Regions from separate parts of the Mus musculus genome. Here regions 2, 3, 4, 5, 6 and 7 are each linked to region 1. A link is a contact called in public HiChIP or PLAC-seq and promoter capture Hi-C data. All regions are on one chromosome and are shown on one strand. The core of a region is the stretch at or near the end of the contact, and the rest is flanking DNA. Distances in the headings are between cores, read along the strand shown. Region 1 holds the start of Gpsm1 (G-protein signalling modulator 1 (AGS3-like, C. elegans)). Region 2 holds the start of Uap1l1 (UDP-N-acteylglucosamine pyrophosphorylase 1-like 1). Region 3 holds the start of Abca2 (ATP-binding cassette, sub-family A (ABC1), member 2). Region 4 holds the start of Fbxw5 (F-box and WD-40 domain protein 5). Region 5 holds the start of Adamtsl2 (ADAMTS-like 2). Region 6 holds the start of Edf1 (endothelial differentiation-related factor 1). Region 7 holds the start of Phpt1 (phosphohistidine phosphatase 1).

Evidence for each region. Promoter capture Hi-C pulls out the DNA fragments that hold promoters and counts their contacts. HiChIP or PLAC-seq counts read pairs in DNA pulled down with a chosen protein or histone mark. Capture Hi-C pulls out chosen DNA fragments and counts their contacts.
Region 2: a contact with region 1 is called in a FOXA1 HiChIP or PLAC-seq map of pancreatic cancer cells. The contact joins the promoter of Uap1l1 here to the promoter of Gpsm1 in region 1. A contact is called at or near these places in 1 of 39 promoter capture datasets (embryonic stem cells) and 2 of 115 datasets of contacts at active chromatin or transcription factors (bone marrow-derived macrophages and pancreatic cancer cells).
Region 3: a FOXA1 HiChIP or PLAC-seq map of pancreatic cancer cells shows a contact between it and region 1. The contact joins the promoter of Abca2 here to the promoter of Gpsm1 in region 1.
Region 4: a contact with region 1 is called in a promoter capture Hi-C map of hippocampal neurons, with 4 times the contacts expected there. The contact joins the promoter of Fbxw5 here to the promoter of Gpsm1 in region 1. A contact is called at or near these places in 1 of 39 promoter capture datasets (hippocampal neurons) and 1 of 115 datasets of contacts at active chromatin or transcription factors (pancreatic cancer cells).
Region 5: a contact with region 1 is called in a promoter capture Hi-C map of pre-B cells, with 2.7 times the contacts expected there. The contact joins the promoter of Adamtsl2 here to the promoter of Gpsm1 in region 1. A contact is called at or near these places in 3 of 39 promoter capture datasets (liver and pre-B cells).
Region 6: a contact with region 1 is called in an HNF4G HiChIP or PLAC-seq map of pancreatic cancer cells. The contact joins the promoter of Edf1 here to the promoter of Gpsm1 in region 1. A contact is called at or near these places in 1 of 39 promoter capture datasets (hippocampal neurons) and 2 of 115 datasets of contacts at active chromatin or transcription factors (microglia and pancreatic cancer cells).
Region 7: a contact with region 1 is called in a promoter capture Hi-C map of pancreatic islet. The contact joins the promoter of Phpt1 here to the promoter of Gpsm1 in region 1. A contact is called at or near these places in 2 of 39 promoter capture datasets (cranial neural crest and second pharyngeal arch cranial neural crest), 1 of 115 datasets of contacts at active chromatin or transcription factors (astrocytes) and 3 of 9 other capture datasets (adipose tissue, liver and pancreatic islet).

Annotation. Positions count from the first base shown.
Region 1 is chr2:26,313,984-26,317,531 of GRCm38.p6, reverse strand. Gpsm1 (G-protein signalling modulator 1 (AGS3-like, C. elegans)) reads right to left here and starts at 1,999. Exons shown (of 14, transcript NM_153410.5): 1 at 1,812-1,999. The coding sequence starts at 1,879. Gm52505 (a long non-coding RNA gene) reads left to right here. Exons shown (of 2, transcript XR_003953775.1): 2 at 1,106-2,183.
Region 2 is chr2:25,363,845-25,367,392 of GRCm38.p6, reverse strand. Uap1l1 (UDP-N-acteylglucosamine pyrophosphorylase 1-like 1) reads left to right here and starts at 1,730. Exons shown (of 9, transcript NM_001033293.3): 1 at 1,730-2,066; 2 at 2,308-2,512; 3 at 2,706-2,881; 4 at 3,120-3,292; 5 at 3,394-3,548. The coding sequence starts at 1,778.
Region 3 is chr2:25,426,565-25,430,112 of GRCm38.p6, reverse strand. It overlaps Abca2 (ATP-binding cassette, sub-family A (ABC1), member 2), which reads right to left and starts at 1,514. Exons shown (of 49, transcript NM_001368624.1): 1 at 1,278-1,514. The coding sequence starts at 1,343.
Region 4 is chr2:25,498,829-25,502,376 of GRCm38.p6, reverse strand. Fbxw5 (F-box and WD-40 domain protein 5) reads right to left here and starts at 1,627. Exons shown (of 9, transcript NM_013908.5): 1 at 1,491-1,627; 2 at 226-441. The coding sequence starts at 418. C8g (complement component 8, gamma polypeptide) reads left to right here and starts at 1,871. Exons shown (of 7, transcript NM_027062.2): 1 at 1,871-2,283; 2 at 2,402-2,538; 3 at 2,718-2,788; 4 at 2,872-2,979; 5 at 3,262-3,363; 6 at 3,434-3,472. The coding sequence starts at 2,146.
Region 5 is chr2:27,077,605-27,081,152 of GRCm38.p6, reverse strand. It overlaps Adamtsl2 (ADAMTS-like 2), which reads right to left and starts at 1,774. Exons shown (of 19, transcript NM_029981.2): 1 at 1,580-1,774.
Region 6 is chr2:25,555,829-25,559,376 of GRCm38.p6, reverse strand. It overlaps Edf1 (endothelial differentiation-related factor 1), which reads right to left and starts at 1,530. Exons shown (of 5, transcript NM_021519.2): 1 at 1,348-1,530. The coding sequence starts at 1,425. It overlaps Gm35476 (a long non-coding RNA gene), which reads left to right and starts at 1,849. Exons shown (of 4, transcript XR_866044.3): 1 at 1,849-1,922.
Region 7 is chr2:25,573,036-25,576,583 of GRCm38.p6, reverse strand. It overlaps Phpt1 (phosphohistidine phosphatase 1), which reads left to right and starts at 1,713. Exons shown (of 3, transcript NM_029293.2): 1 at 1,713-1,901; 2 at 2,272-2,396; 3 at 2,885-3,153. The coding sequence starts at 1,745. The coding sequence ends at 2,977. It overlaps Ajm1 (apical junction component 1), which reads left to right. Exons shown (of 1, transcript NM_001005424.2): 1 at 1-1,168.

The DNA.
Region 1 (3,548 bases), core at 750-3,249:
TCTCTGGGACCCTCTAGCCCAACCCCCTGTTCTGGCCTCAGTGCCAGTGTACCAGAGATTCTCAACAGAGACCCTCTCCATTCTGCCCCACCCCTCTCAGTGTTCCTGCCTCCCTGAGCCAGCCCCTCGCTACACTCCATGAGGAGCTGGCCATTCAGGGACATTATCTGTGGCTCTTCTCAGCTCTTCAGCCCCATTTTATAAGTATCAAACCCTCTCAGTCAGATACCAGTAAGAATGGGGATGCTCGTGGGACAGTGGATGATTCAGAGAGTGTCTCCCACCAAGACATCCCATATCAGCCCAGGGAAGCCTGGCTGTGACACAACAGGTGGAGGCCAAACAGCTCACGGGCCTCCTGGAAGGCTCAGTGGGAAGGCTCTTGGCTGCACAGCTTAAATCTGGTCCCAGCTCAACCCTCTGAGCTCAGCTTGGGTTTCAGCTTGGAGGGATGCCAAGCTGAGCACAGGGCCTCAACCAGTATCCTGAATACTGTTCCTAACCAGTGAGAGCTACACAGGGGCTAGGGTTCTACCTAGTGAGTCACCTCAAGGGGGAACTGGGAGCAACTGACACAGCTTTGAGACCTGTGCTCTGAATGTCCACCTCCCTCTCTTACATGCGAGCACTCGCACACACATACATACACACACGCACACGCACATGCACACACACGTTGCAGTCTGCCTAGTAGACACCTCCTTCTCACAGGGGTGGCTGGCCCTGAGTTAAATGTGACCCCACAGAGCCTCTGCTCCCAGGGGACTCCAAGAAGCTGCTAGCAAACCTCTTACCCTTGCACTAGAACTTGGAGGAGGGTGTGGGGCTCAGGCATGATCTTCAACACCACACAATGGGGACACTGTCTCTGAGCTGCAGCATTAGAACACTGTATTAGAACGGGACGGCAAGGATCTGTTCGCCAGGCACCAAGCCCTCATTTTGCTCTTTGGGGGTACTAGGCAGAGCTTGGCTAGCTGATGAACCACCCCACTTGAGTAGATTTCTTCAGGGTTGACCCCTAACAGGGAGACCCCAGATATGGGGAAGGGCTAGACGAGGTGGGGGCCAGAAGCTAACTGAAGGATGCTGGGCCTTCCTTTAGGTCTGATGACAGCCCCTGCCCAGAACTCAGGCCGGTCCAGCTCAACCTGAAGCCAGAGTGAACTGACAGCTCTGGTCCACTTCTGGGATCAGCATCTCACCGGAGAACACCCTCATCCATCAAAAGGGAGTCACCAGGGAGGCATGGAGCCAGGGGCAGGACTATCCTGTCATTCCCAGTGGGCGGGCACACAGCACAGACCGCTCGATCACCTGTGAACCTGCCTGGAAGGCAAATGCCTTTGTAGGGAAGCACACACCCACTTGCCTGGCTCAGGCCCAGCTCCTTCTGGCCTAGGGCTGGGGATAGCTAGTGAAGGCAGGGCCCCATCATGACAGCCTGGGTCGTGGCCATGCTACACCAACACCGGGTCACGGCAGTGTCAGGCTTGAGAAGAGAACTCCAGATAACGAAGACTGGCATCCATGCTACTCAGGGTCCCGCAGAGCCGGGTGGTGGAGTGCCCGCCCCGTAAGCCCTTTTGGCATCAGGACAGGGTTGCAGGCAGAACCCAGTCCCAACCCCTCTACCGCGAAACTGATCTTTGGGCCCTGGGCCCCGCGCCCCCACCGCTCCCTACGCAGATCCAGGGAGGCGCGTCCCCGGCCACGTTGCGCGTCGCCGCAGCAGCCTTTGTTCTGGGCCGGCAGCCTCCCGCCCGCGTCTGCCGCTCAGGTCCCCGTTCCCATCCCGGTCCTTGAACTACCTGGAGTAGAGGCGCCTGGAGGCCGGGCCCGGGAGCTCCTCGGCCACGGGCGGGGCCGGGCTCGCCATGAGTCGGGGACGCGCCGAGCAGGAGCACCGCCCCGCTCTGCGGCCGTCCGCCTGCCGATCTGCCCGCCTGTCCGCGCGTCCGTCCGCCTGTCCGCGCGTCCGCGGGAGACGCCGAGGAAGTGATGTGCTGGGGTGCCGCCGCCCCTCCCGCCAGAGCTGTGATGTCACCGCCGCCAGGCGGAGGGAGGGTGGGGAGGGGCAGGCGCCCACCGGCCACCACTGCGGCGGTCCCGCCTACCGTGGGGTGGGCGGGGCTCTGTCTTTGAGGTCCAGTGCAAGGAGAGTCCTGCTCTAGTGTGGACAATGCTGTGTTTCCTTTTCTTTGGGGGGGAAGCCCTGCTAAGCCTGGAGTTTAGTGCTTTTTCTTACACACACACACACACACACACACACACACACACACACACACACACACGAGAGTTTGCTGTCACACACACATCCTGTTCCTTTCCTGTCACCTCTTGTGGGGTACAGGCCATGCAGATGCTCCTGGGGCTAAGGAGAAAACAGGTCTTCCTAGATGGAGTCAGGGTGGGAGGATGCTGTCCAGCCCTAGGCAAGTCTCTACCTTCCTAGGGCTTTCACCACCAGATTTCATGTTGAATTTCATCTGTGAAATGCAAGCGTTTGGAAAACATACTGGAAGAACACCAGGAGCCCACGTGGGAGGCTGGCCGTTGCTCATTCATCTGCCTACCCTCCTCTGAGTTCTCCCAGGACCCTGAGGATCTGAACCTCGGAGTGATCTTTCTTCATCCAACTTGAGTAGCCTTGGAGCCTTCACCTCAGCCAACCCCCAGCCAGCCACAGGGCACCATCTGGACAGCCAGTTCCATTGGGACTCACCCAGGTCTCTGCTCTTCTCTCCAGGCCACTCTAAATCTTCTTGAAAACGTAGCTGTGACCCTCAGTGGAACAGGAACATGTCAGGGTGCAGACTATGGCAGTGTCCTTGGCAGTTTTTCTGCACCCCTGGACCCTGGTCTGAAGAGGGACACCATGCCAAGGTCACCCCAGACAGACCCTGCAGACGCAGCCCACAGTACAGTGGCTTCAGGCGGAGAAAAATGGCAACAAAAACAAACACAAGATAAAACTGGGCTGTTGGCCCTGAGCTAGTTTGTTTTCCTAGGAAGGAGCAGGAGCGAGCAATGAGAACCATCTGTGCCTGGGGCGAGGCGCAAGCTTGCTGCTGTCCCCACACCTCCCCCTAAGACCACAGGAGCCAGGGCTTGCTCTCTCTTGGCTAAGGCAGAGTGTGTGTTATGGCTGGCCAGGCACCACCCACGTTTGCTGAAGTCTCGGGCCTGGTCCCTAGCAGACCCTGGCTCTGGAATGCAGGCGCTTCCTGGTTGCCTTCAAAGGATACAACATACACATGGAGGCTGCTATGACCCACTTGGTGTCAGACTGGGCTTAGATTCCCAGGCCTTGGTTTTAGGAGGCCCTTAGAGACATACTGCAGCAATACAAGCCCCTGCGGGCCCCCAGCTTTGCCAAGGACCAAACCAATGAGCCCCATATGTGATGTTACAGGGTTCTGTTGTTAGGCCCACAACATTCTACTGGGGACAAATTTGCTTCTTCCTTGAGTCAGGAAGAGGGCCACAGGTTGCGAGTCAGCTCTGAAGCAAGCTGTCTGAGGATTCAGTTTCTGTGTTAGAAAGAC
Region 2 (3,548 bases), core at 481-2,980, 950 kb after region 1:
AAACTTTTAGAAATGGCTTTTGTAAATTTTTTTTTTTTTTTTTTTGGTTTTTCGAGACAGGGTTTCTCTGTCTAGCTCTGGCTGTCCTGGAACTCACTTTGTAGACCAGGCTGGCCTCGAACTCAGAAATCCTCCTGCCTCTGCCTCCCGAGTGCTGGGATTAAAGGCGTGCGCCACCACGCCCGGCGTAAATTTTTTTAAGACTTACTTATTTTATGTGTAAATACACTTCAGACACACCAGAAGAGGACATTGAATCCCATTACAGATGGTTGTGAGGAAGGGTAGGCAGTGCTCTTAACCACTAAACCGTCTTTCTAGCCCTGCTTTTATACTTTTTACAAGAGGTTTTATCTATACCAGGTGATGATGGTGCTCACCTTTAATCCCAACACTAGGAGGCAGAGGCAGGCAGATCTCTGAGTTTGAGGCCCATCTGGTCTACAGAATGAGTTTCAGGACAGCCAGGACTACACAGAGAAATCTCATCTCAAAAATAAAAAACAACACACACAAAACAACAACAACAAAAAGAAACAAGAGGTTTTATGAAAAAGCAAACTAAAGCAGTAAGGGGATGCAGAGCCAGTCTGGAACAACTGAGTTCCTAAAGGTAGGCAGGTGAGGGGAGGTGGGTGCAGGTTGAAGCTAGCCTGGGTCTGCCTGCTGCCCCCAGGCTAGCAGTGGGGGTTCTAGGTGAATGCTTACAGGGTCAAGCCGACTCCTCTCAGGCTCAGCTTCTAAGGAGAGAGGCTCCCAGGCCGCTGTCTTGCTTCTGGGTTGCTCAGAGGATTAGTCAGAAGAAAGAGAGACACTGACACATGACAGTCATCAGCCTATCGGGGATTGGAGGCTAGCTGCTTCCCAGAAGCACTTTTTCCAGAAGTAACTTTTCCCAGTTTCACAAAAGGCACTTTTAGCAAGTCAATTTCCACACACCAAAACCTTTTTTATCTGATCTAGGGGTTGTCTGAAGGAACCATCATCTAAGCAATTCTCAGCCATTCGAGACTTCCTGGTTTGTCAGGTATGTCTTGGGACTAAGTTACGCTAAGGCTACTTCAAAGCGTAAGTGCCATTACTCCGGAATTCATGCCACAAACAATGGCTCTGCAACAAGTCTGCTGCAGACAACCCTTCTGGCTGTGGACAGGGAGGAGGCTGGGTTATGTCTGGTCAGCCCAGTGCAGATACCTCAGACTTCTTTCTTCCCCGGGGCAAGGACAGAACAGTTTTTTTTTTTTTTTTTTTTTTTAAAGATTTATTTATTTATTTATATGTAAGTACACTGTAGCTGTCTTCAGACACTCCAGAAGAGGGAATCAGATCTCGTTACGGATGGTTGTGAGCCACCATGTGGTTGCTGGGATTTGAACTCTGGACCTTCGGAAGAGCAGTCAGGTGCTCTTACCCACTGAGCCATCTCACCAGCCCAGACAGAACAGTTTTATTCACGTGGTGGGAATTACTTAGGAGAGAAATGACTAGACCTTGGGGTACTAGGAAGGCCTGCTCTGGACCGTACACCTTGAATGCTGGGAGGCCAGATCCTAGGATTCAAGTCCGGAAACGCGCAGGGGAAACTGTATTAAAAGGGTTAAAGATGGGAGAAGCCAAAGAAGACAGAACAGCAGCCCAAGAGGAAAAAGGGGCGGGGTCCTGGGTGGAGGTGCCGCACCCTGGGCCCGCCCCCCTGGGATCTCAGCCCCCGGCCTGGTCTCGTGACATTGGTCAGAAAGTCACGAGTACAGGCTGAGGCGGCCGCTGCAGTTGCAGTATGGACTCGGAGAGGGATGTACGCGCACAGCTGCAGCGTGCGGGCCAGGACCATCTCCTGCGCTTCTATGCCGACCTGGCTCCGGAAGCCCGAGCCGCACTGCTAGCGGAGCTCGCCTCATTGGAGGCCGACGCGCTGCGTGAGCACTGCCAGCGCGCCGCAGCTGCGGGCGCGCTAGCTCCGGGTCCTCTGCCGGACCTGGCTGCGCGCCTGCAGCCCCTGCCCCCAGAACGCGTGGGCAGCGCGATCCGCTGTGACCAAGAGACACGCCTGCGGTGGGAAGAGGAAGGTAGGCAGCGCCGTGCCAGGCTGGGGTTGGGCAGGTCCGGCCCGTTGAGGCCGGAAGAGTTAGAGCCTATGGGCGGTGGGGGTAGTGGGGGCGGAGTGGAGGACACGGACTCGGGAAGTGCAGCGGAGAGTTATTTGCCTTGCAACTTCTTCCTCCTGTGCCTAGTAACCCCCGAAGTCGTGCTCACTTGTGGTTCTCCAAAGTGAAAGAGGCCTTATCTCACGATGCACCTCTCCTCCAGGTTTCCGACAGATTTCTCTGAACAAGGTAGCTGTCCTGCTGCTGGCGGGTGGGCAGGGCACTCGCCTGGGCGTCACATACCCAAAGGGCATGTATCAAGTTGGGCTGCCCAGCCAGAAGACCCTGTATCAACTGCAAGCAGAGCGGATCCGGCGTGTCCAACAGTTGGCTGACCAGCGACAGGGGACCCACTGCACTGTGCCCTGGTGTGTCCTCCATGCCAGCCTCCCAAAAAGACCACCCCTAAATTGACCCAGGCCTACCCCACACCAAGACCTTAGACCCAATCTTAGCACGGCCCTAGACAGAGCCCAGTACTTGCCATTACTGAACCCCTTCTAGACTTGCCAGATTGAGCTGGACTCCCCTGGAAGCAGCTCACTGCTAGGACATTTACAGGTACATCATGACCAGTGAGTTTACCCTGGGACCCACAATCAAGTTCTTCAAGGAGCATGACTTCTTCCACCTGGACCCCACTAACGTAGTGCTGTTCGAGCAGCGCATGCTACCTGCTGTGACCTTTGAGGGCAAGGCCATCCTGGAACGGAAAGACAAAGTTGCCATGGCCCCAGGTATGGCCCACACCTTGGATAGGAACAGGTTGCCCCACCTGGGCCACAGAGTACAGCTGTGGATCAGGAGGCCTGACTCCCAGGTAAGATGTACTCAGGCAGGCTATGTGGCCCTGGGCATGTGGCTCTGGCCAGTCTGGAGTCACAGGCTCTTGGTTTGTGCACCTGCAGCACTTACTAAACTGAGCAGGAGATCAGGCCACAGTCCATGGGTATCCTACTCCTTTCTCCTTTATAGATGGCAACGGGGGTTTGTACTGTGCACTGGCTGACCACCAGATCCTGGAGGACATGAAGCAGCGGGGTGTGGAGTTTGTGCATGTGTACTGCGTAGACAACATCTTGGTGCGGCTGGCTGACCCAGTCTTCATTGGCTTCTGTGTGCTTCAGGGAGCAGACTGTGGTGCTAAGGTGAGTCCCAGGCTTTCATTTTCCTTGGCACTTGGCTCTGCTCTTGCTAAATCCCGTCCCTCCTACTTCCGGCCCTCTAAGTCTATGCCCGGTGGCTGCAGGTGGTGGAGAAAGCATACCCTGAGGAGCCAGTGGGTGTGGTGTGCCAGGTGGATGGTGTCCCCCAGGTGGTGGAATACAGCGAGATCAGCCCTGAGATTGCTGGGCAGCTCGGGGCTGATGGAGGCTTGCTCTACAACGCAGGCAACATCTGCAA
Region 3 (3,548 bases), core at 265-2,764, 890 kb after region 1:
CTTTGGGCTAGCTAGCACTAAGGCATGCCTACATACACTCTGTGTCCCTTCTTCCCAGGGACTCAAAAGCTATAGTCACAGGGCTGCCCCTTCAGACCCCACACCAGCCAACCAGAACAGAGAATGTACCCAGTCCTGGCAATCAGCCAGGGCCAGGTGCCCACGGGAATTCTGCCAGGCTGTGGTGATGACTGCTACCCACCCTGCCTACAGACCAGAGTTTCTTATTATGAATCTAAAGTACTCAAAGAACATAGGTGGAGTGTTGCTGCCCAAGGGGTCCCTGGGTATGAGCTGGTTAAGGCCCTTCTTTTAGGTCCTGCACTCTCTTGTCTCCATCCTGGAAAATCCCAAGGGCCCTCGGACACTCTTGCTGGCCCAGGACTCTCTGGATGCCCTTGCTCTTCCAGGGACTGGGATGAAAACCAACACTGCAAACGCCATCCGTGCCTGGCATCCTGCTCCTCACACAGGACTCGTACCCCAACACTCTTTATACCCTGCCTGGCCTAGACAGGTACTAAGAAGCTCAGCAGAACCCAGCCCCAAGAGAGGCCCAAGGCAGGAGAAATCAGAGGAGCAGCCTCAGGAGAAACTGGCCCCAAAGGGTGCTGGGATTTAACAGGTTGAGTCCACACAACAAGGACATTCCCAGGGATGAGAAAGCAGGAGTAAGGGTTGTGACTTGCCAGGATGGGTTAGGAAAGGAGATGAAGGGAGGAGAAGGTGGTGGTGGTGGTGGTGGTGGTAGTGGTGGAGGAAGAGGAGGAGGAGGAGGAAGAGGAGGAGGGCGGTAGCAGCGGCGGCGAAGGCTGTTTGGTACCAGCTTCAGCCTAAGGTGCTTGCCCAAGGGCAGAGTACCAGTAAAGGGAATGAAAAGACAGGTTCCTATGGGGGCCCCAGAGATGATGGGACCAGGGCTCTGAGTCCCTAAGCTGAATGGTGTGTCCCAGCTAGCGCTCTGGACCAGGAACCTGCACCTAGCTCTAGCTGAAGTCCAGGGACCACCTGCCCCCACCCCAGCCTGCCAGAAAGCGCTGCGGAGGGCGCCGGCCCGTGACTCAGCCGTGCGCTGCGAGTGTCAGCGGACCAGGGCACAGCCGAACCCACTGCCGGAGGCCCGGAAGCCCGCGGAATCGTCCGGCCCCGAACAGGGTCTCCGGTGGCGCCCTCCCGGGGTCTGCGCGCGCCTGGACACTGCACGTGCACGCGGAGAGCGCACCGGCAAATTGGGCGCGCGGCCTGCGAGCCCCTAAGGGCGGGCGCGGCTCGCTCACCGGGCTCCGGCGCTTCAGCGTCACGTTCTTCCAGAGCAGCAGCTGCAGCTGGTGCAGGAAGCCCATGGCCGGGCCGCGCTCCGCCGCTTCAGCGCCGCGGCCCTGTCCTCTGCGCGCCCCGCCGGGCCCCGCTGCCGGCCGCGCCGCTCGGCATCGCCCGCGCGGGGGCGGGGCGCTCGAGAGTCCAGGACCTGCTGCTCGCAGGCTCCGCCCCGGCGGCCGCAGCTACAGAGACTCGTCGCGCCCGCGCCCGTCGCCCCCACTTAAAGGCGTCTCTGCGCCCGGGTAGCCGCCAGGGGGCGCCCGCGCCCGCCTGCACCTGCGCACAGCACTAGGCCTCGCTGCTCACTGGACCCATAATGCAGTGTTTCCAAGATCCCTCACAGCCCCCATCTAAACCAAGATCCCGGCTCGCACCTTTCCGAGGTCTAGGGAGAACGCAGGTACCCTATGCTTCTCCCAGGAGATTCCAAATATGAGTCTCCAATTGAGAGATTTACGCAGAGGGGTACCCAAGGTGTTTACTGTCCTGTTTGGAAAACTGAAGGAGGCTTGGTCACCATTAGATTGACCCTCCTCACTTGTAGAGACAGGAAGCAGGGTCAGTCACTCATTTAGAGGAGAGACATTGGTCCGTTAGGAGAATCCCATCGCGGCTTGAGGTGCAACAACACGATGTGACTTAGATATTTTAAAGAGGAGCCTGATGAGAGGGACTGCGGTAGTTCGACCACCTTCACAAAAGCATTCTGTGTTCCTCATAGACGAGCCACCACCTGCTGATGAAATGGCGTTTACCTAGATTATCAAAATGCAGAGCAACAGCAGGTCATGGCAGATTTACCTTTAACCCAGCGCTCAGCTCAGGGAGGCAGAGAAAAGCAGATCTTTGTGAGTTCAAGTCCACACTGGTCTACATAGAGAGACCATATCTCAATAAAATAAATAATAGAGAGCAACCACGCACGTGTAATCCCAGCATCAAAAAGGCAGAGGCAGAAGGGATGAAGTATTCAAGGTCATCCTTGGTTATATAGAGAATTCAAAGCTAGCCTGCGCAACATGAGACCCTGTCCAAAATACTCTCTCTCTCTCTCTCTCTCTCTCTCTCTCTCTCTCTCTGCAGGTGGAGACAGCTGTTTTGAGGTCCAGGGTATCATCCAAACACATTTCTTACATAGTTTTAACTGAATTTAGAACACGTAAGGTGCATATGCCTGGGGTCACTGCAGTCCACCTGCGATTTCCATGCAGGTGAGGCAGATGCCCAGCGGGCAGGGCAGCAGAAATGCTTACCAGGTATGAAGAGCTAGACACACCACGTGAAGGGCTGGGTGTGCATAACCGGAAACTGCTACAGGTCAGAGAGCCCTAATTCTGACCTGAGAAAGTTAGGTTTATATTCAAAATGATGCTGAGACATCACAACTGTGAAAATTTACCACAGTCATCCATTGTGACTACCAGATCAGGCCTCCCTGCTCTAGCCAGACTGCACAAAAGGGGCTGGAAAGCAGGGGTGACTGAGAAGACAGGTTGTCCCTTATATAAGAGGTTTACTTGCTACCCCAACACCACCCACCTCCCCACCTACTCCATATTCATGTAAGCCTAGCATCTTTCTGCTCTTAGAGCCTGGCCTTTGGTGGGTCCTTAGAAGTGTTTGAATGTGGGCCTATTGATACTGTCACAGGACTATTTTCTCCAATATGGCAGGCAGGGGGCAGCAGAGAGCCACTAGCTGTGGTCCTGAGGACTGTGTCTGAAGACTGCAGGCCAGTTTGGGTTTCCCCGGCCTATGAATAGGAGGGGGAGGCTGTGTGGTATTCAGCCTGGGACATGCAGTTTGCTCTTAAAGTGAATGCAAACCGTCATCGAGGGCTAAAGCTTCCTGACACTTCCCAGCTCCTCTCCTGGGCTGGTGGGAGAGGACACGAGACTCCACCCAGCCCCAGGCTCAGGCTCCTTCTCTCCAGTTAGCCCATGAGGCTAGATTAGGGCAGGAAGCCATGGTTAGGCCTTTCCCACAAACCACAGGGGGAGGGCAGCTTCCTGCCTGTACTGCCACCCCATCCCCGGACAAACCCAAGCCCCAGCCCATCCCAGGAGCTCAATCTGTCATACACTCATAGCCTCACCTCTCATCTCCTCCTGGCCCACCCAGTCCAACACAGTGGGCACCTGCAGCAGGCTCTTCAGTGAAAGCCCTAACGGATACATCACACCCCATCACACAGGACACACCTCCCACTGAGACCTATGACATGTGGC
Region 4 (3,548 bases), core at 378-2,877, 810 kb after region 1:
TGCATGCAAGGCTCCCTCACTAGTCAAGATTGAGAGCCGACAGACAGCATGGCTACTGGGAGATGTTTTGTAGGGACTCTGGAACTCACGACTCACTAATTAGGTCTCAGCCACAGGGGGCACCCTTCTGCTCACAGAGACTCCCTCTTCCCCAATATGGCCCGTGTGTCCTTGGGCCATGAGCCCCTGCCCTGAGCCAGCAGGTTTAGGGGTGTGTGTACTGACCTGGGTGGCGGGGCACATCTCGAGCCACCTGGTAGTAGCGGTAGAATTGCTCCTTCCATAAGAACTCATCCCGGGACACAGCCTGCCATTGGCGGCATACCAGCCCAGCAGCCAGCACATCTGCAGGGCCCAAACTCAGGAAGATCTGGTAGACAAGGCTGTCGGGGAGCAGGGGCAGGCCCCCCTCATCCATCGTGACATTCTGCCCAGACGGTCCTGAAACCCACCAGTGGCGGCTCTGAACCCAAGCCTCCTCATCGCCAACCCCAGGGAGAGACTGATAGTCTGGGGTTCCAGACATGGCAGTCCTAGCTAGCCCCACCAACTGCCCACCGGAGAATTCCACTGCACTGAGCATGTGCGGGGGGAGGGGAGGGATGTGTGCATCTCTCTTTGTGTGTACAAGTAGCACTGCCCCACCACAGACCCAACACTTCTTGAAGGACCCAGGCAGTAACGTTGCACCACCTTACATTCTCCAGGACACCAAAGGACTTGCTGGACCAGACAGCAAGCCCCTGAGTACTACTAGGCCAGGTAGAACCTGCGAAGTGGGGGGCAGCCCCACTTTCCAGGTGGGGGCCTTTGATGCCTTCCCCAATGCTACAGGGCACAGGGAGGCAGGTGAGCACAAGACAAGCAAACAGGTCTGGGCTGCTCAAACTGGCAGGTCCAAGGTTTAGCAGCCCACCCTGTCTTTGACCTTGCTGCTATAGGACTTCAGGCCAAGGCTGACTTTCTTCTGAGAAGGGGTTCCTGCTAGCCAGTGGCATATGTCGTTCTGGACTCAGGAGACAGCCTGGCCAGGAGGGTGGTTAAGAGTGATTGGGGTTTCTGAATGTCAGAGGAGACATCAGGGACCACGCTTTGCTGCTTAGCTAGAGTGGGCAGCAGCTCCTTCATTCACCCACTGAACACCGGAGGGTGGATTGGGACGACGTCAACCTGCCAAGGCCATCACTGGCCAGATAAGGCCACCAAAGGCTGTACAAGTGTAGACATTGCAGGAAAAAAATATGGTGACAGTGAACAAAGCCCGTGAAGGTGACAAAAGCCAGTTAAAGTAGGACAAGGCAGAGCGAGGCCCATGACCGGGACCAGGCCCGAGAAAATAAACGAAGGCCACGATCGGGGACAAGGGACACCGAAGGTGGCAGAAGGCTGGTGAATGCAGGACTGGGAGTAATGGGGCACAAGGCTGGTGACTGGGGACAGGGCAGATGACACAGGTGAGTGAGCACGGCGGGGCCAAAGCCGGGACTCACCGCGGTGCCTCTGCCCGCTGCGCTGCGCCCGGCTTCCGCCGCCGCTCTAGTCTCCACCTCCACGTCTTTATGGAGGCGCCAGGCTCGACGCTGAGAGCCCCGAGGCATCGATGGACCGTTCCCCCCCCCCCCCCTTCCCCGTCTTGCGCCTGCGCCTCAGGCTCCGACTAGCAGCCAGCGTTTCTTATGCGCCTGCGCAAACTCTTACTTTCCGAGCGTTCTGACTCACAGAACAGTACTCACTCCTGGCTACCCTAAAGGACGGAGGATTGAGCCAGGCTCAGCTGGGCCGGTTCGAGACTCTGCCTCTGCTCTCTCTGCTGCTGGGCTTTGAACAAGTGACTTTATGAGCACGTTCTTGTTGGTTGTGGAGTTAAAGACAGTTATTGCATGCATAGGGTTGAGCACTGACCACAAGTGGAAATAGGGGTGCAGAGGTCAACTCTTAACTTTGCACTTGGGACACAATGCCCAGCTCCTATCAAGGCTAGGTTCTAGGATGGACCCTGGCTTGGGTTAGGGGTTCAGTAATCGGAAGACAGATGTGGACTTCCTGGACTGTGCTTCCTGTGGCACTGGACAGTGGACTCTGACCTAGGACAGTGCACCCCTCCACCTCGCTGTCCTGTCACCTACTGTCCGTAGCAGGTTGGCCATGCTGTCTCCAGGGGCTGTGTTGTTCTTCACCCTGCTCTTGACAGCCAGTTCGCTGGGCCAAAGGACTCGAAAGCCTATTGGGTCTACCTCCCCCATCAGCACTATCCAGGCCCAGGTCAATTTCAGTGCTCAGAAGGTAAAATCTGGGAGTGAGTGGGGGTAGGTAAAAGAGCAATAAGAACCTGCCTAGCTTGGCGGGATTGGTCCAGGGTGCCCCATTTCCCCAGTCCTGAGCACTCATAGTCAACTTCCAGTTTGCAGGGACATGGCTCCTGGTGGCTGTGGGCTCTTCGTGCCGCTTTCTTCAGGAGCAGGGACACCGAGCTGAGGCCACCACATTGCACGCAGCTCCCCAGGGTGCAGCTATGGCTGTCAGCACCTTCCGAAAGCTGTGAGTCCCAGCAGGACTTCATCCCAGCCCCTGAGCCCATCTTACTCTGCCCTCCTGACTCTAAACCTCATCTCTAGCTCTTCTGTGGCCTAGATAGCTATCCCATATGGCCTCTCCTGGGTTGGGGTTCCTAGAGTCTGGGTGCCTCCTCTTATGACATACCTTCTTCCCCTCCCCAGAGATGGGATATGTTGGCAGGTACGCCAACTCTTTGAGAACACAGGGGTCCCTGGCCGCTTCTTGTTCCAAGGTGAGGCAGGGGCATCAAGGGAGAGGGCTCTGGGCTGGAGGCAGAGGGGAAAGGACTGATGTGCTGTTGTGGTTCTGCCGCAGTCTCACGGGCCCGTGGACCAGTGCATATGGTGGTTGCTGAGACTGACTATCAGAGCTTTGCCATCCTGTACCTGGAACAGGGAAGGAAGCTGTCTGTGAAACTATACGGTGCGGACTAGTCCTGTGATCATACATGGCCTGTGCTTTTCACACATGACCTGTGCTCTGCATCCTCCAGGTCCACCTTGATGGACAGGGCGTCCCCAGATGGACACACACCCCTTCTCATTCCTTTTCTATCCCCATACTCTTGGCAGTAGGCACCCTTGATGAACAGCTACACATGGGATGGGGTGGGAACTGGATGGGGCAGGGACACACAGCTGACCTGGCTGTGTGTCCTGGGTTCCCTGCCATGTTGAAAGCACTGGAACTCTGCCTACCCCACAGTCCGCTCACTGCCAGTGAATGACTCTGTCCTGGATGTGTTTGAGCGGCGAGTCAGGGAAGCCAACCTGACAGAAGATCAGATTCTTTTCTTTCCCAAGTATGGTGAGTGTCCCCAGCCCGTGACCCTCCTGGGTGACGCCCGACCCCCTCTTACTACTGCCTGGGCCCCTAGGTTTCTGCGAGACTGCGGACCAATTACACATCCTGAACGGTGAGTGGTCAGTAGGGCAGAGCAGTGAAGGGCTGTGGTCAAGGTCTTTCCTGCCCCTGCTAAGGTTTTTATCTAC
Region 5 (3,548 bases), core at 525-3,024, 760 kb before region 1:
ATTAGATATTTTCTTTATTTACATTTCAAATGCTATCCTGAAAGTCCCCTATACCCTCCCCCCCACCGCCCTGCTCCCCTATCCACCCACTCCTACTTCTTGGCCCTGGCATTCCCCTGTACTGGGCATATAAAGTTTGCAAGACCAAGGGGCCTCTCTTCCCAATGATGGCCAACTAGGCCATCTTCTGCTACATATGCAGCTAGAGACATGAGCTCCGGGGTACTGGTTAGTTCATATTGTTGTTCCACCTATAGGGTTGCAGACCCCTTCAGCTCCTTGGGTACTTTCTCTAGCTTCTCCATTAGGGGCCCTGTGTTCCATCCTATAGATGACTGTGAGCATCCACTTCTGTATTTGCCAGGCACTGGCATAGCCTCATACAAGACAGCTATAACAGGGTCCCTTCAGCAAAATTTTGCTGGCATATGCAATATTGTCTGGGTTTGGTGGCTGATTATGGGATGGATCCCCGGGTGGGGTAGTCTCTGGATGGTAAGTCTCCATCCTTTCGTCTTAGCTCCAAACTTTGTCTCAGGGCCCTTCTCTCTTGAGAGAACAGAGATATGGAGGAGGGGCAGAAGGAGGTACAGCCTGCACCTGGCTCCTGATTCCCTTCCAACAAAACAGCCCCTCAAACCCAAACACCCACCAAGGGTTACGGTGAATCAAATCAAGAGAGCTTCCAGCCTTGCTGCTCCAACTCTCAGAATGGCTGCTGCGCACCTCAATTTAAACCCTGTCCTAGAAAGGAAGCTAATGTAGCTTGTCCCAGGTGGGTGTCATCTGCTGGTGAGTTAGACAATGGGCTTCAGAAAAAAGAGGCAGCTTGCCCAAAGCCACACAACAAGGTAGCCTACTGCCCCCTCCCCCACCACACACACACACACACACCACAGAGCAAACTTAGGGACTCAGTCGCACCCAGCAATTCCAGGGGAAGAAAGTCTGGAAATGGTCAGCACCCTCGAAGCCCTGATACCAACTGTCCTACTGTCCTACTGTCCTTCTGTCCTTCTCCCTCTCCCTTTTTTTCTCCCTCCCTCCCTCCTTCTCCTGCAGGTGTCCAGGAGCTTGGTCAGCATCACCCTTACGTCCACCCACCCCCGACACTGAAGGTCTCCATCTGAGTCCCTATTTTCACTCCAGCACAGAGTCCCCATCTCACACAGTCCCATTAGCCTCCATGGCTCCCCAGTCCCTGCTGCTGCCAAAGACAGGTGCCCAGTCAGCCTCACACTTGGTTTTCATTAAGGCTCCCAGACACTGCTGGATTCCAGCCAAGTCCAGCTCAAACAGGATCCATCTCTCCCTAGGGTCCAAAACCTTCAACAGGCCCACCACAGCATGGCTTTGCAGACCAGACAGCAACTGCTAGTACCAAGGTTGTTGCCTCAGGACCACCCTGCCACTGTGTGGCATAGGTTGTTCCCCCCTTTCTCTGTGGTTGAATACCCTCACCAGGGGCTGGGACATCCCCCGGCCCCCATTCTGAACAGCTTGGCTGGTCTGGGATAAGCTACATCTCACACCTCCCAAAGACCACAGTATGAGCAGGGACAAGTATGTAGTGGCCTACCTCACCCAGGGTCAGCAGGTTGTCCTCCTTTTAGAGAAAAGGGTGAGAGCTACTGCCAGGTGCACGGTGCAGGAAGGTGAGTGCAGAGATGTGCGGGCTCTGCCTGTCTCTGGTCCTGCTTCCCCAGCTGCCTCCCTCTCCCACTTCAAAGAGCATTCAAGGGAGGGGGTTCCCAGGAGGGGCTCTCAGCCCAGTGGCTGCTCTGTGGCCGCAGCTGCCTTTATAGCTGTCAGGCAGACGGGGAGGAACTCACACTTCCCACCGCTGCTCCCCCGCCCAGCCTGCTGGCGGCTGGCCGGGCGCACACTTTAACCCGCTCTGCTCCTCTGGAGTATGGCCAGGCTGTCCAGCTGCCTGCTGGCTGCTGCTGCCACAGTCCAGGATCAGTGAGTGAGCCTGAGACTGGCTTGCCTAGGTCCAGAGTGACTGACCCTAATGGATCAATTAGCCTGAGGTCATGTGGAGGGAGGTTGGCAGTGGTGGAGCGGAGCCCCCTTGACCCACCCATCTAACTTCAGCTTCCAGAGAAGGCTGGAAACCATGTGATGTCCAGGCTTTCGGCTCCTGTTCACAGGGAAGACACAGAGGTCCAGACATTGCACGGGTGCAGGCCACCCTCCGTCCTTGGAAAACAGACCTGAACAACGGAGGAACTGAGATACATCCAGAGATCAACCAACCAATGGCTCCAGGGAGAGGAAGAGGTGGCTACAGCCTATCGACCAGATGTCTAGGAAGATCGTCGGCACGGGGTATTCTGCAGATGTTTGGTACCAGCTTGGCTGGACCCCACAGCAGCTGGGCAGCTATTGGCAAGCAAGCAGGACTCAAGAGCTCTGTCCCTGCTGAGCTAGAGCTGAAGTCTTATGAATCCAAGAGGACTTTGGATGATGAGATGTCTGCTCTGACATTTCCTGCTCTCTGAAGCACCCCGTCCTGGAAAACAGGCACCTTCAAATGCTAAGTGATTCTGAAACAACATCCCACAAGCTGGCTGAGCCATTTCATCCATGCCTCTGTCCCTGTAGTGGGGACTGGAAGTCCTCTCCTTTTCTCTGTCCCTCCCTCTTGTCCCTCCCTCTGTGCTAGATGATAAGCTTCTTCAGCTGCCTCTTTGGGCTGCTAAGAGTGATACCCTGGGGGAAGTCTTGTGTCTGACCACCAGACCGCAGCCAAGAACAAAGCAACCAGCAAAAACCAATCAGCACCCAGCCTCTCTGTGAGGCTTGAGTCAGGTGACAAGCATCTTCATCATCTGTACTTTACCGAGGAGAAACTGAGGCTGGGAAGTGGAGTGGTCTGCTAAAGCCACCAGTCAAAGTTGTGACAGATACAGGTTGCGGCGCTGCTCTGCCACACACCCTCTCCTTCTGCCTGGTTCTTCAAAGATGCTGGCTGGCTCTCCCAGCTTAGACTGCGACAGGGGGCAGAGGGTCAGCTCTCACTCTGCCGGTGTTCAGTAGTGACTGACCTTAAGGTATTCAGCTTCTGTTCTCTGTCACCCTGACCTCCCATGACCCTTATCCAGGCTCACACTGCCCCCCTGGGGCCAATAAGAAGAAGCACAGACATTCTACAACCTGACACACAGCACACACACACACATGCATGTACATGTGCACAGGATCTCACTGGCAGACCCAGATCAGATCTCCCTTATTCTGGAAGCCTCTGCCACTTCTCCTCCACCCTGGCTGACTACCAGACCCTGTACACCCTGGAGCCGACCCAAGATCTCCTGGCACTTCTGGCTTCCACATGCTCCAGCGCCGGGGTGACTAACAGTTTCCCTTGGGAGGGACCCCACAGCCAACTGACATGCCCACTCGGCATCTTCCTTTGGCCTGGCCACTTGGAAGACAGACCTGTGGAGATGTATCGTTGCCTTTGTGATGCCCACGAGTGTGTGACTCTCTAGGTACTGGCTTCCTGCATTAGCTATGCCTTCATTTCCCTATGGAAGATCCTT
Region 6 (3,548 bases), core at 281-2,780, 760 kb after region 1:
GGGTCTGTAAGAACAGCAAGTATTCTTCACCACAGAGCCAACTCTCCAACCCTTATTACTATTTCTTACTGTGCCTAATCTATAAACTTCTTCATGGGTGGGTATATATGAGTAGGAGAACACACACTACATACAGGATCCAGCACAACTCAGTTTCAGGCATCTACTGAGCAGCCTCAGAATGTGTCCCCAAAGAAACAGGGGTACACTGTACACACATATCTAGATAACATGCATTGAACTACTGCTAAAAGAACCAACTCACTTTTACACTAAGACAGGTGTGAGCTGGGTATGGTGGCACAGGACTGTGATCCTAGCCCTCAGAAGGCTGATTCAAGCCTTCTTAGTGCTAGATACACTAGACCCAGAAATCAATATCAGAGCACGTGCATGCGCACACACAGTACAGGCGACCAGGTTCTTTATTGGAAACAGAGCTAGTTTTCTTCCAAACTCTGCTATAAAGCAGAAAGGTGTGGAATGCTGCCCTGGCTTCTTCGGCCAGTACGGTTCCTAATGAGAAATGACACACCCCACAGTAGTCTCAGTAGTCTCCCTGGGAAGTAGGACCACTAACGATGATGCCTGGGCCACAGTAACTGAGTATTAACATCCTGCTTCAGAGGAGTGGCATGTGAGCGTCTCTGTGTAATATGCTCAGACTTTCTACACACTTAAGGATGATTCCAAGTTCTCCTGAAAAGAGGACTGTGGACTTGGCTTCAACTATGGCAAATAACTCCAGCTCTGGTCAGTACCACTTAGGGAACCACAGCATCCAGGGCTCAGGGACACAGAGTTCACCTATGGAGAGGACATCAGACCAATGTCTCACACAGCCCTCTTTATAGGCTGACATCGCCTGGGTGGGCATCATGGGCAGGAAGCCACCAGTGATGCCAGCACAGGCTGATACCAGGTAAGGGCAAAACCTTCAGCAGGACTGCCCCTACCCTGGTTCCCAAGTTTCCTGCGCCTAATGCCCACGTTGCCCACCCCACATTTAGTGACCAGCCAGGTTCTCTGACCCACACTTGCACCTGTTCTCAATCCTGTTTTCATCTCCATCCAGGTCCTCACCCAGGCCTGTCCCAGTCCAGAGCCCAGGCCACATTCCCATCCCCCTGCTCCGACCTTTGCCCCAGCCTCGCGCAGGTCAGCTGCCCTCTACCCCAGTCTTTTCCCGTACTCCATCTCCAAGGAGTACCTGTTGTCCCCCAAGGTCTCCACCCTCGAAAGATCCGTTCGGGTCCCCACCCACTGCCGGATTCCCCGGCTCGGCCCAGCGACCGCAGAGCGCCGTGCGGCCCGGCAGCTTCCCGCCGCCCCCCGCTGGCTGAGCACCTGCTTAGACTTGGCCTGTGCGGCCGTGGGGCCCTTCTTGCGCAGCACCGTCACGGTGTCCCAGTCACTCTCGGCCATGGCGCGGCGGGGGCAGCGATCCGTCCGGCGGCTCTGGCAGCTGCTCGAGACCCGGCGCGGCGACGCGACGTCCCTTCGTCGCCTCCCCGCTTCCGGCGCCAGCGCCTCGGTCCCGCCCCTGGTTCCCATTGGTCGGTGGTTCCAGGAGCCCGCACTTCCCGAGCTCTGCGGCCAATCCGCACCCGGCTAGTCTAGGGACCCGCGGGGGCTGCCCGCGGGCGGCGCGTGGAGGGCGACGCCTGATCGCCGCCACGGTTCCAGTCCCGTGTCCCTGTGGCTGCGCAGGGCGGAGCGCCAGGGGTGGGAATTGTGTGGGGATCGAAGGGAGCGGAGAGTGAGGGACCCTAAAGGAGAGAAGAGCGGAGAGGACATGGAGAGCAGACGGGAGGACCGAAGAAGAGAGTGGAGGATCCCGAGAAAAAAAGTGCAGAAGAGAGAAGAACCTTAGTAAAAAGAGTGGGGACCCGGAAGAGAGCTGGGGCGGAGAGGGAACACAGGTATCTGCGAGGGGAGTGAGGCACGGAGAAGGGGGCCCTGGAGACCTACACACACGCCATGCTAGCACAGGTGCCGTACAAGTGGGATCCTACTGATCCCAGCCGGTCTCCACCACCTTACTTCTGGAGAACCTGGGCCAGCGTCCCCCACACCAGTGGGTATACACCTGTCTTCCAGGCCACGCCTTAGGAGATCCCAGGATAGAATCCAGGTTCTCTTGTGCTTGTAGCTTGGCATTATACCAGTACTTCGAAGTTCCTTTGGAGGTGCTCTCTGGGAGAGAAACAGCAGCTGGCAAATTTTGTGGGGCCAGAAACATGTGAACCATTGATGGCTTCTTTGGAATACATAGAAACAAAATTACTTTAAAAATAAGCAACTCAGCCTCGAGGTGGTGGTCTTTAATCCCAGCATTCGGAAGGCCGAGGCAGAAGAATCTTTGGGTACGAGGTCAGCCTAGTCTACCAAACGAGCTCCGGGACAGCCAAGGCTACATAGAGAAACTGTCTCAAAAAACAAACAAAAACACCCTATAAATACAAAAATACACACACACCAAAAAAAGGAGCCTGGAGAGATGCTCTCTCTCCAGGAACTGCTCTTCCAGAGATCCTGAGGTCCCAGCAACCACATAGTGGTTCTTGACATCTGTATTTGAATACTATGCCTTCTTCTGATGTGTCTGAAGACAGCTACCGTGTACTCATATACATTAAATTAATAATAATAATAATGTAAATTACTTCTGCAACACCCGTATTTGCCAGGTGGAGATATGAGGATCAGAAGGTCAAGGTTATCTTTAGCTACAAAGCAAGTTTGAGACCTTCCAGGACTACATGGAACCCTGCTTGGGGAGGAAAACAAAATGATTATAGAGGCATAGTGGCTAAGAGCATTTGCTGCTCTTGCAGAGAACCTGAGAACAGCAGGATGTAACTCTAACTCCAGCGGCATTGATTCCCTCTTCTGGCCTCTGAGGGCACTAGGCACACAGTTGGTGTACAGACATGTAAAGGCAAAATGCCCATACACTTAAAACAAGATGGAATACACACCACACACACTCCACACACACACCACACATACATGGTGGTGGTGGTTTGGTTTGGTTGGTTTGTTTGTTTGTTTGTTTAAAGGCTCACTGTGTGGACTGGCTAGTCTGGAACTCATAAAGATCTGCCTGCTTCTACCTCCTGACTAGTGGGATTAAAAGCATGCACCTTCACTCTGGATACCAAAAAATAAAATAAAATAAAATTTTTAAAAAATCACACTTTAATTTTATTTTTAATTAAAAAATGGGGTGATGGCTTTGCAGTAAAAAGCACCGACTGCTCTTCCAGAAGACTTGAGTTTAATTCCCAGCACCTACAAGGTGGCTCCCAGGCATCTATAATTCATCTCAGGGGCTCAGATGCCTTCTGGCCTCCACAGACACGGAACACATGCTGTGCATAGATTTACATGCAGACCAAGTATCCATAAATAGAAAATAAAAGGTTTAAAATCTGTGGGGTTTTTGTTTTGTTTTGTTTTGTTTTGTTTTGAGACAGGGTCTCAGTATGTAACTTTTGCTGGATTGAATTTGATATGTAGTCCAGGCTGGCCTAAAAGATCACAGG
Region 7 (3,548 bases), core at 464-2,963, 740 kb after region 1:
TGCCTGCTACACTCATCCCATGGGGACAAACTCAGTTGGTGTATGTTGTGGGTGCTTGCTATAGCTCTCCAACCCTTCTAGTCCAGAAATCCATGTTAACCAAAGCCCGATGTCCTTACTTCGAGCACTTCCCCTAACCCTCCTGTCTGGGGTGTATCAGGCTCAGAGGGCTACTCCCTGTGCACCCCTATGAGGTTGAGGCAATGGGCGTAGCCAGCACTGTACACGTACCAGTGCCGCCTGTCCTTCAATACTCTCACCTTAGTCTGGGCACTTGTAGACAAGTTGGAATACTGGGGAATTTTCAGGTTAAGGCCAAGGTACAATCCACCCTGCCAGATGGAAGCCTGAGCAGGGGAAGCAGTGTGGGCGGCGACCCAACCAGAGTTAAGATCTGGGTAAGGATTTGAGCTCCCAACACCTACCCAACAAGATGGCCTTAAAAATCTGCCTTCCAGAGAAGATGGAGAGGTGGGAAGCGTGTGCTGACGAATTAGCAGACAACCCTACTGAGAGCAGCTCCTACCACGGAATGACTTGGGAATGAGTAAGGAACAGGGCTGTCCCTAATTAGGAACTGGACTAGGAAAGGTGCTTAGTAGTGAGCCACCAAGTGTGGGTACGGTTAAGGAGTCGGTGCCGAGGCCTGCCCCGAATCCAATCCTGTGTGCAAAAGTGCCCTGGCTGCACTCCAAGCTGAGAGAGAAGCCAAAGCCTGACGTGTTGTGGAGAGGTCTAGGCTTCCCTAAGCCCCTTGCCTGACCCCGTACCTGGATCTGAGCCCAGGACTTTGTGGAGGGTGTGACCCAGAGAGGGCTTGCGACCAGATTCTCCAAGAATCTTGGGAGAAGAAGAAGCCCCAAGCCCTTAGGAGCTCTGAAAGTTCAATTGCAAGAACCTGGGACACACACCTATGCACGAGGGTGTGCACACGCGCCAGCTACCCTCGACTGGATGTCCCCGGGACACTCCAGCTCTCTCTCCTTGGCCCCTGTCTTAGCACATGCCCGGATGCCGCTCTTGCAACACTTGCTGCCCCGCCGCCTGCCGCCCTCCCCAGGGGCTCCACAGTCCCTCCTGCGGCAGACTGGCAAGAACGCCTCTGACGAGAAGGGCAAGTGCTTTCGAACCAAGTAAAATAGAACTTGAATGTAGCTGCTGCTAATAACTCGGTAGTGGTGGTGGTGGTGGTCGTCGTCGTGGCCGGGGGGGGGGGGGGGGGGGGGAGCATTGCGTCAAAGCTTCCGGGAGTAGGAGCTTAACAACCCGCAACCGGAGTATTGTGGAAGGGGAGGCCCGAGGGTGTGAAGTGGAGTATGCAGGGGAGTACTTGAATTTGGAGAGACCGGAGAGAGATCCTCCGGTTTACAGGTGTTGGGGAAGAGAGGACTTCGGATTTATGGTTTACGGATTGAAGCCTTAGGACCCAGGAGTGGAACCGGAGTGCGTCCTTGCATCCTTTTGCTGCCCTGCAGCGGGTTGATTTACAGCACCACGGGTTAACCTATGCCTCGGCTCCTTTAACTGGGACTCATGAGCCCGATCCCAAAGCTGCAAAGAACTGGGTTGCAATTGGCCAGTCCGTGCCTCAGATTGGAGGTACAACTGGCTGAGGCTCTGGGCTAGGTAAGCATTCCCTCACGGGATTGGCCGTGGCTGCCAAAGGGCCCGCCTCCCTACGCATAGGCCTGGGTCGGGTTTGGTAAGGGGCTGTGGGGCCCAGAGATCGAGCGCTTCGGGGAACATGGCGGCGGACCTCGGTCAGATTCCTGATGTAGACATTGATTCGGATGGCGTCTTCAAGTATGTGCTGATTCGAGTCCACTTAGCAGAGCCTTCTGGGGATCCGGCGAAGGAGTGCAAGGAAATCGTGCGTGGCTACAAATGGGCTGAGTACCACGGTGAGGGCGGGGCCTCTGTGCCCTTGGAGGCGGGACGAAGGTTAGGGGCGGGGCCTTACAGTTGCTGGTAGCGGAGTAGTGACTGCTAATATATCATGACTTGTACTAACACATAGCTAGGCTGACCTAGAAACGTCGGGATTTGGGCAGAAAGGAGTGCCATGACTGGGATCTTCTTAATCCCGTCTCTCACTTCGAAAGTGTCTTCTTCCTCCCGTTCATCTTTTTGCCAGCGGGGGAAGGGCTCATCTTCTCTGGGAAAAAGACCACCAAGAGCTGGAGCTTCTGACCCCATATCCAGCCCTAGAGTTCAGTGTGGGGCCAACAAGGGCGGCTAGGGCATATCCTGAGGCCACTCTCCCCACCCCAGCGGACATCTATGACAAAGTGTCAGGCGAGCTGCAAAGGAATGGCTATGACTGTGAGTGCCTAGGCGGCGGGCGCATCTCCCATCAGAGCCAGGACAGGAAGATACACGTGTATGGCTACTCTATGGTGAGCTCCAGTCCCCAGGTCTCAGCCAGACTGCAAAGCTCACCTTTGTGAGCCTGACCCCACCCCCACCCCACCCCACCCCACCCCTCACACCACCATTCAGGCCACCTTTGGGACTCTGAAAGTTGGAGCTACAGAACCCTTACTTAAGGGCTGAATGGGTTTTCCTTTCCCCACGTTTTCCAAATGACACCTTGGGCTACATCCCCGACTTGCTCCAGATCCTGATGGGTCTGTGTCCTGACTCTCTAGGGGCCCTTGGAGCCACCAGTACTGGGGTCAAATTCACAGTTCTATGTTGATCCTTTTTCATAAAGTCCACCTTAGACCCTCAGGCATCACCTGAAGAGCTCTTCAGTCCTCATCATGATCCCAGTATGATTAGGATGGTAGGATCTGCTAACTTTCCCCAGGGCTGCTATTGCTGCGGCTTCTGGGTGGGCTCCCAAAGCAAAAAACTAGCAAACTGGCGGTCATCCTTTCTCTAGGGTTACGGTCGTGCCCAGCACTCTGTTTCAACTGAGAAGATCAAAGCCAAGTATCCTGACTATGAGGTCACCTGGGCTGACGATGGCTACTGAAGCTCTGCCCCACCCCCCACCCCCCGGACTAAGTCAGGTCTCTGCTCTTGCTGTGTTCTGTTTTGAGGGGCTGGCCCTGTGCTTTCCTTTTGTACCTTAGGCAGCATAGCACCTGCCAGGCCTTAGAGGCCAGACCAATCTGGTCCATAGGAATTAAAAGCATTGATATGCCTACTAGTCCCTGACTTGTGTCTTGCCTTCTTTACCTTTGGATTGCACCGGACAGACCTGCTCAGCTTCAGGGGCCCTGGGAACTACTGGTGCACACTCAGCCCCCTAGGTGCAGATAAGGGGGCCCCTGCATTGCAGCCATTTATGGCTTGATTGTTCCTCCATGAAGCTGCTATCCCCAAGGACATCTGGGAGGGGGCCCCACAGGCCTTGCACAAGAAGTCAGTTCCTGGCCACCTAAGGCCTGGGGTGCCCACAAGTGCCCCCTTCCTGTAGTTCATCCAGGAGTCCCACCAGGAAAGGGTCCTGGCAGCCATTGTCCCGCCAGCTGGCAGGCTACATTTTTCATCTGTTCTCAGGCCAAGCCTGATATCCCTGAGTGATCGCAGGAACAGTCATG